Regions from separate parts of the Sus scrofa genome. Here region 1 is linked to region 2. Evidence: chromatin contacts called from public Hi-C data. All regions are on one chromosome and are shown on one strand. The core of a region is the stretch at or near the end of the contact, and the rest is flanking DNA. Distances in the headings are between cores, read along the strand shown. Region 1 overlaps ANKRD6 (ankyrin repeat domain-containing protein 6). Region 2 overlaps ANKRD6 (ankyrin repeat domain-containing protein 6).

Region 1 (2,763 bases), core at 14-2,513, 130 kb before region 2:
GATTTAAAGAAATCACATCACAGGCCTCCTCTCCTCCCTGACAGCCCGCCCGACATGCTCAGGTAGCGTGTGCAGAACAGGAGTGTGTGCTGAGGTTTCTGATTTCATTTTCTGCCAAGACAGCCCACGGTGAGGACAGTGACCTCTTACCTGGTGCTGGGTCTTACTCTCCATATGCCCCAGCTTGGTGTTCATTTTATCCTGAACTGACACCAGCTCTGCTTTGATCTCCTCCACAGTTGCCTCCAGCTGATTCTCCAGCTTGTTGATTAGGGGTTCACATCGACAACCATTTATCGGCGCCTAAGCGGGAAGCCAAAAAGCAATCAGTCCACCAAGTTCATTCCTTCTGCAAATATGTGTTCAGTACCCACCGTGTGCTGGTCAGCAGACCCGGGGGACACACGTGTGGAGGAGACCCATCCCAGTCGTCCAAGATTCTGGACCATCCTAGAGGCCAAACTTTGGTCCGGTGGGTGCTAAGAGGATTCAGAGACGCTAACATCCAGTCCTCAAGCTGCTTTTATCTACTCTTGGGCCTCAAGATCATCTAGTCACCACAGGTGGTGCAGAAAGCTTTGTAACAACATCTCTGCTGGCCTGGCCTAAATGGCAGGAGGGTACCTGCACTGTTTAGGTGGGGAGGGCCAGCTGGTTCATCTGTAAAGCACATGCCTTCTGTAGTCAAAGTGGAGGTTAGCCCACAGGGGCCATGTCGCACAGACACCTCACTTACGCCCACAGTCCTGCCCTGACAGGGCCGGGCAGGTACCTGCATCACTTTGCCGTCCTTGCCCCGGTACAGCGTGTAGAGCTGGTATGCTCTGAACTCATGCGGAGGAGGTGGGGGCGAACAGCGACGCCTGGGCCTCTTTTTAGGGTGACTGTGAGTGTGTGTGTTCTTCTGCTGTCCGGGCTGCTGGTCTGCTGGTGGGGTGGGGTCAGAAAATGCCGACACCTGTGGGAGACAAGGAGACTGCCACCCTGAGCACTGTGACATCAGCAAGGCTGAAGCCCAGCCAGCGGGTCCCCCCTCGCCCGCTTTGCAGTGAAGAACCCCGCCTTACTAATAAGCTCACGGCTTTCTACTCCAGGTACCAGGCATCAAAAGAGGTGTATCAGCACGCTAACCTCGTGCCTGCAGCTGGCCACGCCCAACTCTGCTCCGGCTCCAAACCAGCAAGCCAGCCAAGGGAAGTGGCTCTTTAGCTGCTGGGCATGACACTATCACGGGGCTCTTGGCCAACCCGCCTCTCCGCCCTCTTGGCTGCTCTCACGTGCCTCCTGACCTTGGGCCTGGACTTTCTCTGCCTGCAGTCCTTGGCTCTGGGTTCCGGGGAGGCGGACAGGCAATCTTCTTTGGCCTCTTCTTTTCTGGGTGCAGCCTGTTCACTGCTATGGGTGTCTCCTGCTGAGACACTTCCCTACAGAGAAAAAAAAGCCCAGAAACCTCTTCTACTTGACCCCTCAGCCTTCTTCAATAATAGCATAAAACTTCCAAGACTCTATCCACTAAAGGACCCCCTGGGAATATTTGCCAGTGACAAATTTCAGACACAGGGAGCACTGCTTGGTGGTCTTAACTGAACACGTGTGCTTTCCCAAGTAAGTTGATTATCTGGCTTTTACTTTATTTATTAAGTGCCAACTAGACATAGCCTTGGGTCTAATTCTATGTTTAAGAACTTCAGGAACCTACCACACACAAAACACCTCAGCGTTTACGATTTTTAGTCTTCTGCATTTCCAAAAAAATCCCCAACCCCATTTATTCTTTGAGCTTGGACCCTCATAATTCATAGAGGAGAGTGAGAACCCTCTGAAATGAGAAAACATCACGTGTCTGGTCCTTGTGAGAACTTTTACAAATTAATTTGTACAATTCACACACAGGAACTTAATCAGAGTTATGAGGTCTTAACCCTGGAAACTGATAAGATTTTCAAACGGACATAAAAGTTGCCAAACGTTATCTCTATATCCTAGTCTTCTTCCTCCTGGGAGAGCTAAAAGGTATGGTATGGTTCCTTCCAGGGCTGCCATGTACAGTTGTGCAAGATGTTCACTGCACAAAGGCACCTACCCAAAGACATGAGCAGGGCAGAAGGAGCTAAAGTCCAACCTGGGCTCTATGCAAGTCCTGGGCTGGTCTGCCCAGGAGGCATCTTCTTCTCATTTGCACTGAGGAGCCATATGGGCTAGCATAGCCTCAGTTTACTCCCTCATTGGAAAGAGAGGTGGCAAGCTATGCCAGCGGTGTTCCAACTTCCATCCCCATTGAAATTACCTGGGAGGCTTGTTCAAACAGACTGCTGGGCCCCACCCCAGAGTTTCTGATCCAGTGGGTCTGGGGTAAGGCCCCCAAATCTGCATTTCTAACAAGGTTCTAAGTAACACAGTGGATCCACCCCTTGAAAACCACTGCTCTACACGAAGAAGGCGCGGTGGCAGAGAAGCAGGGCTGTCCACATGGAAGTGACAAGGCCACAGGTGCAGGGGACTTGTAAATACAGCTGCACGGGGTGCTGGAAGAGAGGTGGCACACGTGCATGTGGCCTGAAATCATGGAGAGTGGAAGACAAGAGGCCAGAAGGAAAGACGGAGAAGATCTGAAGGACCCAGTGGAAAGGAGAGACAGAGGAGGGCCTGGCAGCTGCCAGATGGGCCCAGAGTAGGCAGGGAGAGTTTCCCACCCTGCAAGCGGGCGGGAGGGCCACCCCCCACCTTGCTTTGTGCCACCTCATCTCTTGGCACAGACTGAGC
Region 2 (2,794 bases), core at 36-2,535:
AAGTCAGAAAGAGAAAGACAAATACCATATGATTTCACTTATATCTGGAATCTAATGTATGGCACAAATGAACCTTTCCACAGAAGAGAAACTCCTGGACTTGGAGAACAAACTTGCGGTTGCCAAGGGGGAGGGAGGGGGAGTGGGATGGATTGGGATTTTGGGGTTAACAGATGCAGACTATTGCCTTTGGAATAGATAGGCAATGAGATCCTGCTGTATAGCACTTGGAACTATGTCTGGTCACTTGTGATGGAGCACGATAATGTGAGAAAAAAGATTATATACTTTTATGTATAACTGGGTCACCATGCTGTACAGTAGAAAATTGACAGAACATTGTAAACCAGCTATAATGAAAAAATAAAATAATTTGAAAAAAAAAAAAAAACACTTTGCTGATTTAGAATGGATAAGCAATGACGTCCTATTGTACAGCACAGGGAACCATAGCCAATCTCTTGGGATAGACAATATAAGAAAAGGAATGCTTGAGGTTCCCGTTGTGGCTCAGGGGTTAACGAATCTGATTAGGAACCATGAGGTCACAGGTTCAATCCCTGGCCTTGCTCAGTGGGTTAAGGATCCAGCATTGCTGTGAGCTGTGGTATAGGTCTCAGACTCGGCTCAGATCCCACATTGCTGTGGCTCTGGCATAGCTCCAATTAGATCCCTGGCCTGGGAACCTCTATGTGCTGCAGGTTTGGCCCTAGAAAAGGCAAAAAAAAAAAAAAAAAAAAAAAAAAAAAAAAAAAAAAAGAAGAAATAAAAGGAATGTCGAGATTCCCATTTGTAGCTCAGCAGGTTATGGGTCCAACTAGTATCCATGAGGATTCAGGTTCAACCCCTGGCCTCGCTCAGTGGGTTAAGGATCCGGCATTGCCGTGAGCTATGGCTACGGTGTAGGTTGCAGACACAGCTCAGGTATGGTCTTGCTGTGGTTGTGGCATAGGCTGGCAGCTGCAGCTCTGATTTGACCCTTAGCCTGGGCGCTTCCATATGCTGTGGGTGCAGCCATAAAAAGCAAAAAAAAAGAAAGAAAAGGGATACATATATATGTATGACTGGGTCACCATGCTGTATAGGAGAAATTGTCACAACACTAAATCAACTATATTTTAATACTTTAAAATATACATATATGTAAAATAAAATAAAAAGCTTTGTTAAAACCCTTTAGGAAAGCCTGGGATATTTGGAGTCTGAGCGCCCCTCAACCCCAGTCCCCTGTTCCCCTTGCCCAGCCCTGCCATAAAACTTTCTCTGCTCCAAACCTAGACATTTCAGTTTGTTTGACCTCACTGTGCATTGGGCACATGAACTTGGGTTCAGTAATACTAATGAGAAGCTGAAGTGGTCATATCGGGAATCATCTGACTGTCGCCCTCATTATTGTGTTAGGTCATGTGGTTTAAATGTTCATGACTGCATTTGTGTTTATCATCAAATGCAGGTGGCTGGATTGCTGAGAACCACTCAGAAGCAGACTTTATCTAGCAATGCTGTATGAGACATGTGAAGGCCAGGCCAGGTCACGGCATGCTGGGCAGAGGGGTCTCAGTCACCTAACAGAGACAGTGGGTAGGAGAACTGTGTTATCAACAAGCAACTCATAGCACAGGCCTGCTGAGCCAGGAACCTGGGCCACAGCTCTCACTACGAAGTCCAGGAGCAAACACTGTGGATCCCATCTTTGCATACACCAACGGGCAACAATTTCTTCATGGTAAATGTAAAAGTAAGTGCAAGGAAGTGAATGATCTTCACAAAAAAACAGAATAAAAGGACTAACCTACTGTTTTGCAAGTTATATAGCTAATTTTGTGTACATTTCCTGTCATGTTGCTGGAGCTATTTTTTTCTTCCACTGTGCCTAGAAGTTAAATTTGGTTGGAGGGGCAAAGAGCATGAGGACTACATTTAATGGTTCTACATCACATCATCCCACACATAAACAGTTCCTGATCAATGGAGAGGAGTTGGAGCACAGAAAATATCACATGCAGGTGAACTACCTTGCTTTTTCGACTGTGGATGCTTTATCAAAGCTGTTTTGTGGCTACTTCATTTCCTTTTTTTTTTTTTTTTTGCCATTTCTTTGGGCCGCTCCCATGGCATATGGAGGTTCCCAGGCTAGGGGTCGAATCGGAGCTGTAGCCGCCGGCCTACGCCAGAGCCACAGCAACGCGGGATCCGAGCCGTGTCTGCAACCTACACCACAGCTCACGGCAACGCCGGACTGTTAACCCACTGAGCAAGGACAGGGACCAAACCCGCAACCTCATGGTTCCTAGTCGGATTCGTTAACCACTGCGCCACGACGGGAACTCCATTTCCTTAATTATGTTTGCCCAGAGCAATACTGTATGAGTTTATGTTCCCAATTATTGGGAAGGGGAGGTCCCAGAGCACATAGGATGTTAGAAGGAAGCCAAGCTGAGTTTTTTAATTCAGCTGAGAAAAGCTGGTAGGAGTGAATACTGAGAAATGAGAAAATACGGCAGTACGTATCTAAAGCCTCTAACGATCCAGAAATTCCACTTTTAGGAACCAATGGAAAAGTAGTAACTCTGGAGGTCAGAAAAGATCAAGTTGCAAGAAAGCCAGGGGTGGGTTAGCAGAGATGGCACAGTCACATAATGATGGTGATGCTGATGAGATGATGCCACCTCACGACACCGAGTGCCTACTTATGCAAGGCTCTATTCTAAGCACCCAACATCTATCTCCTCATTTAATTCTCAAACCAGACCAATGTGTGGGTATTACTATCCTCTCCACTTTACAGAAGAGT

The links. Hi-C and Micro-C count contacts between places; a contact is called where the count stands out from the background.
Region 1: a contact with region 2 is called in a Hi-C map of skeletal muscle, with 2.4 times the contacts expected there. The contact joins two enhancer-like sites. A contact is called at or near these places in 2 of 47 Hi-C or Micro-C datasets (fetal heart ventricle and skeletal muscle) and 1 of 2 datasets of contacts at active chromatin or transcription factors (skeletal muscle).

What each region holds. Positions count from the first base shown.
Region 1 is chr1:57,632,206-57,634,968 of Sscrofa11.1, reverse strand. It overlaps ANKRD6 (ankyrin repeat domain-containing protein 6), which reads right to left. Exons shown (of 16, transcript XM_021089998.1): 11 at 1,290-1,424; 12 at 773-958; 13 at 151-303. Among named protein-coding and RNA genes, the nearest start is that of LYRM2, 21 kb to the left of the region's middle. Within about 2 kb of position 1,263, at least 5 of the 83 cell types and tissues checked have an H3K27ac peak or open chromatin away from gene starts, as enhancers often do.
Region 2 is chr1:57,506,277-57,509,070 of Sscrofa11.1, reverse strand. The region is part of intron 1 of ANKRD6 (ankyrin repeat domain-containing protein 6); the gene reads right to left. Among named protein-coding and RNA genes, the nearest start is that of ANKRD6, 70 kb to the right of the region's middle. Within about 2 kb of position 1,285, at least 3 of the 83 cell types and tissues checked have an H3K27ac peak or open chromatin away from gene starts, as enhancers often do.